Linked DNA regions of Mus musculus: region 2 is linked to region 1. Evidence: chromatin contacts called from public Micro-C data. All regions are on one chromosome and are shown on one strand. Each heading gives the region's core, a stretch centred on a gene start, on an enhancer-like site or on the middle of the called end of the contact. The rest is flanking DNA. Distances are from core to core; before and after follow the strand shown. Region 1 overlaps Tango6 (transport and golgi organization 6). Region 2 overlaps Sntb2 (syntrophin, basic 2).

The links. Hi-C and Micro-C count contacts between places; a contact is called where the count stands out from the background.
Region 2: a contact with region 1 is called in a Micro-C map of the HL-1 cell line, with 1.8 times the contacts expected there. The contact joins two enhancer-like sites. A contact is called at or near these places in 1 of 484 Hi-C or Micro-C datasets (the HL-1 cell line) and 6 of 115 datasets of contacts at active chromatin or transcription factors (astrocytes, embryonic basal ganglia, embryonic hindbrain and 2 more).

What each region holds. Positions count from the first base shown.
Region 1 is chr8:106,716,342-106,720,471 of GRCm38.p6, forward strand. Tango6 (transport and golgi organization 6) reads left to right here. Exons shown (of 18, transcript NM_173037.1): 8 at 268-380; 9 at 1,629-1,805. Among named protein-coding and RNA genes, the nearest start is that of Tango6, 35 kb to the left of the region's middle. Within about 2 kb of position 2,065, at least 113 of the 459 cell types and tissues checked have an H3K27ac peak or open chromatin away from gene starts, as enhancers often do. A contact at or near this core is called in the HL-1 cell line and pancreatic cancer cells, where this site is marked.
Region 2 is chr8:106,956,070-106,960,199 of GRCm38.p6, forward strand. The region is part of intron 1 of Sntb2 (syntrophin, basic 2); the gene reads left to right. Among named protein-coding and RNA genes, the nearest start is that of Sntb2, 22 kb to the left of the region's middle. Within about 2 kb of position 2,337, at least 57 of the 459 cell types and tissues checked have an H3K27ac peak or open chromatin away from gene starts, as enhancers often do. A contact at or near this core is called in the HL-1 cell line and pancreatic cancer cells, where this site is marked.

The sequences.
Region 1 (4,130 bases), core at 815-3,314:
GAAGCTAGGAAAGCAAGGGTCAGGAAGTGGGTGAGTTGCCTTGTGTTTGGGCTGTTTTTCAGTCTGCGTGTGGGAGAAGGTGCTGGAAACCACCCTTCCCTGCTTTCAACCAGCATGGCTCCATTGGCAGGCTGAGCACAGACTAGAACTTTGTGTCTCGGAAGAAAATGCTGTTTAAGATAAACTGCAGGTTCCTTGCAAGGCTGGCAATGAGCTCTCGTTGCCCTGGCCTGGTCGTAGTTTGTCTCTCTGTGTCCTTGTCCCTAGGTGTATGTGGTGGCAAATGAACCTGTCCCAGTGTTGCTGGACTCGCTGCTTCCGCTCCTCCGGGTGTTCTTTTCTCTCTACTGTTTTACCCAGCAGAGTGTGTCTCACATAAGGTAAGCAAGCAGACCGGATACGCTTAGAATTAGAATCCCATTTGTCTGTAAACGGTCAAGTTTAAATTAGGGCGAGACTTTCTCTCAAAGTCAGGAAGATGTTTGGGGACTCTTACTCAGCCTACACAGAAAGAAAGAATGAGGATTTTGCAGGTTGAGGGAAATTGGGTGTAGTTTTGGGGATGATTTTCCATAGCCTATTCTGTACAGTAGAAGGGAAAGGTATCTCCATGGACCACCATGCCATTGTTTGATCGGTAAGAAATCCTGCGTTTTATTGTCTCTGGGAAGTGGGAAACCAGTGGGAGTTTATGATGCCCAAGTGGAGTGTTGGAGAGTAAGTTTGAAAAGTGCAGATTTGATGTGACTGCATAGTTTAACCTGGAATTTGGCCTTAATATGCAGAGTCTTCAGTATAGAAGAAAGGGGCTTCTTAGTCATCTACAATCCCCTTTCTGTGTTACTTTAAAACGGATTCAGTTAGGGGCTGGAGAGATGGCTCCACGGTTTAGGCGCCCTGGCTGCTCTTCCATTCCCAGCACCCACATGGAGGCTAACAACTGTAACGGCAGTCCCAGGACATCTGATACACAAACATAAGTACAGGCAGAGCATTCACACACATAACATTAAATAAATACATTTTTAAAAAGATTGATTTTTGGATTAGCTCTATTTTCAGTCGTTTGTGGCATTTCTTCCACATGGTAGGAGTTTATAGTTCCATCCTTTCCTGGGTCACTATGAAGACACTGTGTAAACTGGAGTCCCTAGAAAGGTCCCTGACAAATTATAAGCTCAATAACTCAGAGCAGTCATTAGTATGGCTGCTAATGGTGAAGAAAGACACTCAGCCCTGTAGTTAAGACTAAATGTCCAGCCTAAAAATAAAAATAAAATCTTTTTAAAAAGTAAAAAAAAAATTAAGTTCTCATAGCACCGTTCCATCCTCATCAAAGACTGACGGGGGAGCATGGGCCTACCCCAGCCCCTTCTAGTGAGTGGGGTGGCTTCTAGAGCCAAGGGTTAAGCTACCCCTGGGTGACCTCCAGGGCACTGTACTCTGAAATTTGTAAGATGCATGCTTCCCTGTCGAGTGTCAGCAGCCAGTGGCCGGGCAGCATTGGGATCAAGTGGAACCTGACGGTCATCGTGTCTTCCCCCCCCCCCCCCCCCCCCCCGCATAGCTTGCTAGCTTCATGGAATAAGATGACAAGCTCATTCATTCATAACTGCTTCATCTACCAGGTCACTTTGCCAAGAGATCTTGTTATGGATTCTGGTGAAGCTGGAAAGGAAGAAGGCAATCGCCAGCCTGAAAGGATTTTCGGGGTTGGACAAAACCGTGCCCACTCTCCACCCTCAGTGTCAGTTTAGAGCCGCTACGCACGGTGGCATCGTGATTACCGCCAAAGAGGCCATTAGGTGAGCTTACCAACCCCCGATTGTCACGCCTGACAGAAGTTTTTATACGACACTGTTCTGTGAGTCAGCCGCTAAGGGGCGCTGATGGAAAGGAAACCAGAAACAGGCAGCCAAGGCGCTTGCTATTTATAATCTTTAAAGAAACCAGAGCCTTAAATGATCCTCTGGGTGTTATTCCAAGATGCCAGCTAATAGTAGGTGTGGTTTGCTGGCGCCTCCCGGCTCTACACCGCAGCAAGCCCAGCTACTGCCCAGTGTTCGCCAGTGACTCAGAGCACAGGGCAGCACATGTTCACCGCAGCTCCCGAGCAGTCAGTCCAGTCTGTCTCTGACTCAAAGAGCAGGATGCATGTGTGCCTTATTACGATTATTACTGTATTTGTCTTGTCTGTGTCTGTGCATTGCTTGCATGCCTGATGGAGCAGAGGGTATCCAGTCCCTGGGAACTGTGTGGATATTGGGAATCAAACCCAGATCCTCCACTCCCACCCCAGCCTTATTCTTAGGGGAAATTGTCTGATTACTGTCATTGGTAATTTTGTAATGAGTTTGTTTCTCATAAGAATGGATTAGAACGTACTAAATAGACTTTAGTGGAGTGGATCATTTATTTCTCCAATGTCTCACAAGTATTTTATTTTATTTTATTCATTTTTTTGTTTTGTTTTGTTTTGTTTTATTTTTGTCCTGCTGAGACTGACCCTAGGGCCGCATGCACACTGGGCATCTGAGCTTTGCCCCTAGCGCCGTGAGCATGTATTTTAGACTGTTTGCGCTTTCTGAGATTTGTGGAGGGTGCTGTTTTCTCAGAACCTAGGCTTCCCTTGGCTGTCCACATGGAGTGTGTCGCTGGTCCAGCTGCTCACTTCCGCCACATCCAAAGAGTTGCTGCTTGTTGAAGTGCTTACATTTAACTTTATAGTCATGATTAATCTAGTGAACATTTAAAACATAAACAAATATGATTGACTTGACGAAAATAGAAAAAAATATGTATTAAAGTAGAATTATCAGAATGAATGGAAGCTTCCTGAGAACTGATGAATTTTAGCAGCTTTATCACTGTGCCCATTGAGTGTAAGAATTTAGAATTATTTGGCATGCTTAATTAGTGCACATGTATATGAAAACCCACAGTTCTCACTGAAATTACTATTTTGCTTCCTGATGAGAATATAGTTAGCAACCAGTGATTAAATGAATCTCCATCCACTGCCAGAAGCAACCACTCCTTAAAATCTGGGGTGTCTGCTCAGGTTAGGGGTATAGTCCTTTTGATATTATACACAAACACATACATACACACACACACACAAAAGTTACATGAACACCTGGGTTTAAATAGGGCCCACAGACACTTAAAGCAGTCAGAGTTCCCAAAAAATTGAAAATTTCATGTGTGTGTGTGTGTGTGTGTGTGTGTGTGTGTGTGTGTGGTGTGTGTGTATGTGTGTGTGTGTGGTGTGTATGTGTGTATGTGTTGTGTATGTATATGTATGTGTATATGTATGTGGTGTGTGTGTGTAATCATTTGTTCCCAAAGCAGCTGATCTGTTTCACCACTTTCCTTTCACCCTGCCATTAGCCCAGCAGAAGTTTCCAGTAAGAAAGTGTTTTAAAGAAAATTTAAGCCAGGCACAGTAGTACACACCTTTAATCCCAACATTTAGGAGGCAGAGGCAGGCAGATCTCTGTGAGTTCAGAGCTAGTCTGGTTTTCCTAGCGAGTTCCATGCAGCCTGGGCTATATAATGAGACTGTCTCAGAAGAAACAGACAAAAACAAAAGCCCAGCTCTATTTGAGCGCTTAGATAGGAGTGTTGGAGGCAGATCTTTTTAAACTTCTTTATTGTTGCTGCTTGTTCACTATGGAGCTCAGGTTGGTCTAGAATTTACTGTGTAGTCCAGGCTGGCCTCAAACTTGAAGCAATCATCCTACATTAGCCTAAGTATGTGCTATAGGGATGAACCACCACACCCAGCATCAATGATCATTTTCTTTAGACACACCTGACCTTTTTTTTTTTTTTAATTTTTCAATAAATCATGTCTAAAGCCACTTCCTTTACAAATCTTTTCCTATTTGAGAAATAAATGATCATACAGACTAAAGCAGTTTAGCTTCTAATAATAAATACCTTGCATTCTTCAGCCCGAACATAAAGGAAAATATTTTCAAGATCTGTCTGAAGATTACCTATATGGAAATATTGTTACTTTAGAATGTCACTCTGAGGTTTCAGCTTCCGAGGTGGCATAGCAGGTGAATGTGCTGTGCGCAGGCCTGAACCTGAGTTGGATTCCTGGATCCCACAAGGTGTCAGCA
Region 2 (4,130 bases), core at 1,087-3,586, 240 kb after region 1:
AGTTGGCTAGGAATACATTGTAGACTTCAGTAAAAGGGAGTCTTCCTATGCACTGCTCAGTTACTTCCCTAGAGTTTAAGGGGAAATATCTGGCACTTTCTACACAGTCCGCCCTGTCCAGAGAGCATTTACTAGAATTCCTATTTGACAGATATGTCTTCTGGCCCCTTCTAATACAAGCAAAGGATCTCCTGTTTTCCTTCCCTGTCATGCCCACTGATCCTTGGACATGGCTCTGGCATCTTGTGTGGTGAGTGTGACATCACAGCCTTTTATCTGTATTAATCTTTCCATTTTCTCTTCCCTACATCCTGAAACAACACATTTTACACTGTGGCTGCCACTGATTCAAACAAGGAATATTAAAACCTGTAACAAGCGATGGATTTGGAAGAGAGAAAGATGAATATGTAACTTTTACTAAAACAAAAACAAAATAAAGCAGAGCGTGGTGTCAAACCCCTTTAGTCCCAGCACTCGGGAGGCAGAGGCAGTCGGATTTCTGAGTTCGAGGACAACCTGGTCTACAAAGTGAGTTCCAGGACAGCCAGGGCTACACAGAGAAACCCTGTCTCAAAACAAAACAAAACAAAACAAAACAAAACAAAAGTAAGCGTTCTAAGGATGCTTCAGTGTAACCCATGTGTTGCTAAACGACTCTTTGTACACTGTAAAACTCTTCTTTTTACATTCTATACACAGCTGTGCTTGACTTTTGATTCTTTTGTTTTTTGAGACTGGGTCCCTAGCACAGGTTGGCATAAGCTCAGGGCAATCTTCCTGGCTTCGTTTTCAGAGTTCTGGAATTGTACACAGGCACCACAAAGCTCTGCTCTCAACTAAGCTTGTTAGCAAGTGATGAGACCAGGGTAGGACTGGAGAGGAAGCATGTCTGCGAGTTCAAGACCAGCCTGGTCTACAGAGAGAGTTCAAGGAAACTGTCTCGAAAACCTGTCTCAAAAAACAAAAAGCAAGCAAACAAAAAGATGAGAATAAAAGCTGGACATGGTAAGCACTCCATCCTCTCAGCCTTTGGGAGGTGGGGCAGGAATCTGAAGTGCAGGGTCATCCTCAACTACAGTTACAGATGCCTGGACGCACTAGACCTTGTGCTCACAGACAACCGTGCCTGGAACCCCAGCATTCTGGAGGCTGAGGCAGCAAGTTCACGCTAAGTTTGAGTCCTGCTGGTCTGAGTCATGAATTCCAGAATAGACTGGGCAAGACCCACAAAACAAATATACACATAGAATTGGACAACATAGAATCTTAAATAAAATCAAATTTGCTCTTAAAAATTTGTGCTCCATGGGCTGGAGAGATGACTCAGTGGGTAAGAGCACTGAGTGCTCTTCCAGAGGTCTTGAGTTCAATTCCCAGCAACCACAGGGTGGCTCACAACCATCTGTAATGGGATCCGATTCCCTCTTCTAGAGTGTCTGAAGACAGCTACAGTGTATTTGTATACATAAAATAAACCTTTATAAAAAATCATTTTAAAAAATCTGTGCTCAAGAATTTTTAAATATTTTCAAGAAAAGTACATCAAACCTTTTTTTTTGGGGGGGGGGGCGGGAGACAGGGTTTCTTTGTGTAACCCTGGCTGTTGTAGAACTTGATCTGTCAAACTCAGAAGTCCACCTGCCTCTGAGTCCTGAGCATGCCCCCAGCTTGCATCAAAATCTTTTTTTTTCTTTTTAAAAACTATTTTATGTATAGGAGTATATTGTAGCTGTCTTCAGACACAACAGAAGAGGGCATCGGATCGAATAACAGATGGTTGTGAGCCACCATGTGGTTGCTGGGAATTGAACTCAGCACCTCTGGAAGGGCAGTCAGTGTTCTTAGCCGCTGAGCCATCTCTCCAGCCTCCACATCAAATTATTAATAATGTGCTTCCATTAACAGGCATGCACCAACGTGGTTTTTATGCAGTATGGAGAATGGAAACTAAGGCCTGTGCATGCTAGCTATATCCCCAGTCATCAATTTATAGTTTAATGTACTGTATAGTTTTTAAATTATACATAAAGTATACAAATTATTTATGTACCCTGGGTGAGTTTTCACAAGTGAATATCCTTGTATAATGAGTCTAGATACATTTTTAAGGGGGTGGACTATATCATGTGTGAGCCTGTTGGTTCATTCCCCAACTCTAAGAGCCTGGTGACAAGGTCAGCACACGCCCCTTTCAGGTACTTTACTTCCCACCCAGATAGCCTCGGTCCTGTTTCTAGTACCATAAATTAATTTTGCTGTCTTTAGAAGGTCATACAAATTGGGGAACTATAGTGTGCACTCCATGTCTGGCCCCTCTCTGCCCATTGGCGGAAGGCAGTCTGCTCTTGGGACTTACCACTGACTCACTGTCATTGTCACTTTGTCACATTCCATAAGAGTGTGCCACAGCTTACTCTTTCTCCCAGAGCAGAGGCCTGAGGTGGTTCATTTGCTACAGGCATGAAATTAAGAAAACATCTTTAATAAGGGGAAAATATGTAATTACTCTATGGGAGTTGTTTTTTGTTTTGTTTTGTTTTTTGTTTTTTGAGACAGGGTTTCTCTGTGTAGCCCTGGCTGTCCTGGAACTCACTCTGTAGACCAGGCTGGCCTGGAACTCAGAAATCTGCCTGCTCTATGGGCATTGTTGTTTTGCCTGCATATATGTCTGTGGACCATGCACATGAGTTACTTATGGTTGTAAGTCCAGTATGTATGTGCTGGGAATTGAACCTGAGTCCTCTGGAAGAGCAGTGATCTTAACTGCTGAGCCATATCATTAGCCTTGAAGGAAAAATATTTTGAAAAAGCTTTGCCCACTTAGAAGCACAAACATGTTTTCTCCTGTGCTTTTAGGGTAACACTTTGCATGAATATTTGTTAATTACATGATAAGTAGGTGCTAGGGGAACTGAGTGCTCTTTCTTTTTTTCAGAAGGGGATTCAACTTTTAAAATAACATTTGTAGCCATATGTAATTACTCATGCCTTTAGTTGGGGGGGGGTCTCCTGGTTTGAAGCCCACCTAGTCTTCATAGCTAAGTTCCAGGATAGCCAGGGTTACACAGAGAAACACTGTCTCAAAAAACCTAAATAAATAAGTAAATAAGTAAAGAAATAGATTGTATATTAATGCTTGCATGTGTATATACCCATGGTATACATGTGTAAATCAGACAATTTGAGAGTTAGTTTGTTCCTAAACACATGAAGTTCTAAGGATCAAACTCAGGTCATTAGGGTTGGCAGCAAGCATTCCAGCGACCTCACTGGAGACAGGGTCTCATGTATTCCAGGCCTCGAAGTTGCTATGCACTCTGTCCTGTTTAGGTGCTTGGTGCTGGGGATGTACCTCAGTTGATAGAGTGTTTACCCCAAGCATGCACTAGAACCAGTTCATTCCCTAGTACCTCATAAACTGGCTGTGGTGTCACAGACCTGTAATCCCAGCCCTGGGGAGATGTGGGGAGATGGAGGCAAAGAGATCCTAAATTCAGGATCCTCCTCAGGTCCTTAGGTATGTAGGGACTTGAAGGTCAGCCTGGGTTAGAGATCCTATCTCAAAAAAAAAAAAAAAAAAAAGAAAAAGAAAAAACAAGCCCTGTGTCTCGGTTAGAGTTACTGTAGTTACAATAGTTATGATGAAACACCATGACTAAAGCAACTTGGGGAGGAAAGGTTTTATTTGGCTTAGTTTCCACATCACTGTTCATTATCAAAGGAAGTCAAAACAGGAACTAAAGCAGGGCAGGAACCTGGAGGCAGGACCTGATGCCAAGGAAGGACTGGCTCACTCCTCATAGCTTGTTCTGCCTGCTTTCTTATAAAACCCAGAACCACTGGGTATAGCCCAGGGCTGGTACCGCCTACAGTGGGCTTGGCCCTCCCCTCATCAATCATAATTAAGAAAATGTCCTATAGGCTTGCTCACAGCCTGATCTTATCTAGGCATTTTTCTCAGTTGAGGCTCCTTCCTCTCTAATGACTCTAACTTGTGTAAAGTTGTATAAAACTAGCCAGCACACCATGAAGAACCTACATTTAACAGTACAGTGTGAGTAAAAATGAAGGAGTATTAGTGGTGGGAGTGCTCTTTAAGAGATTAAACTGTTGGAAGGGTTTAGAGA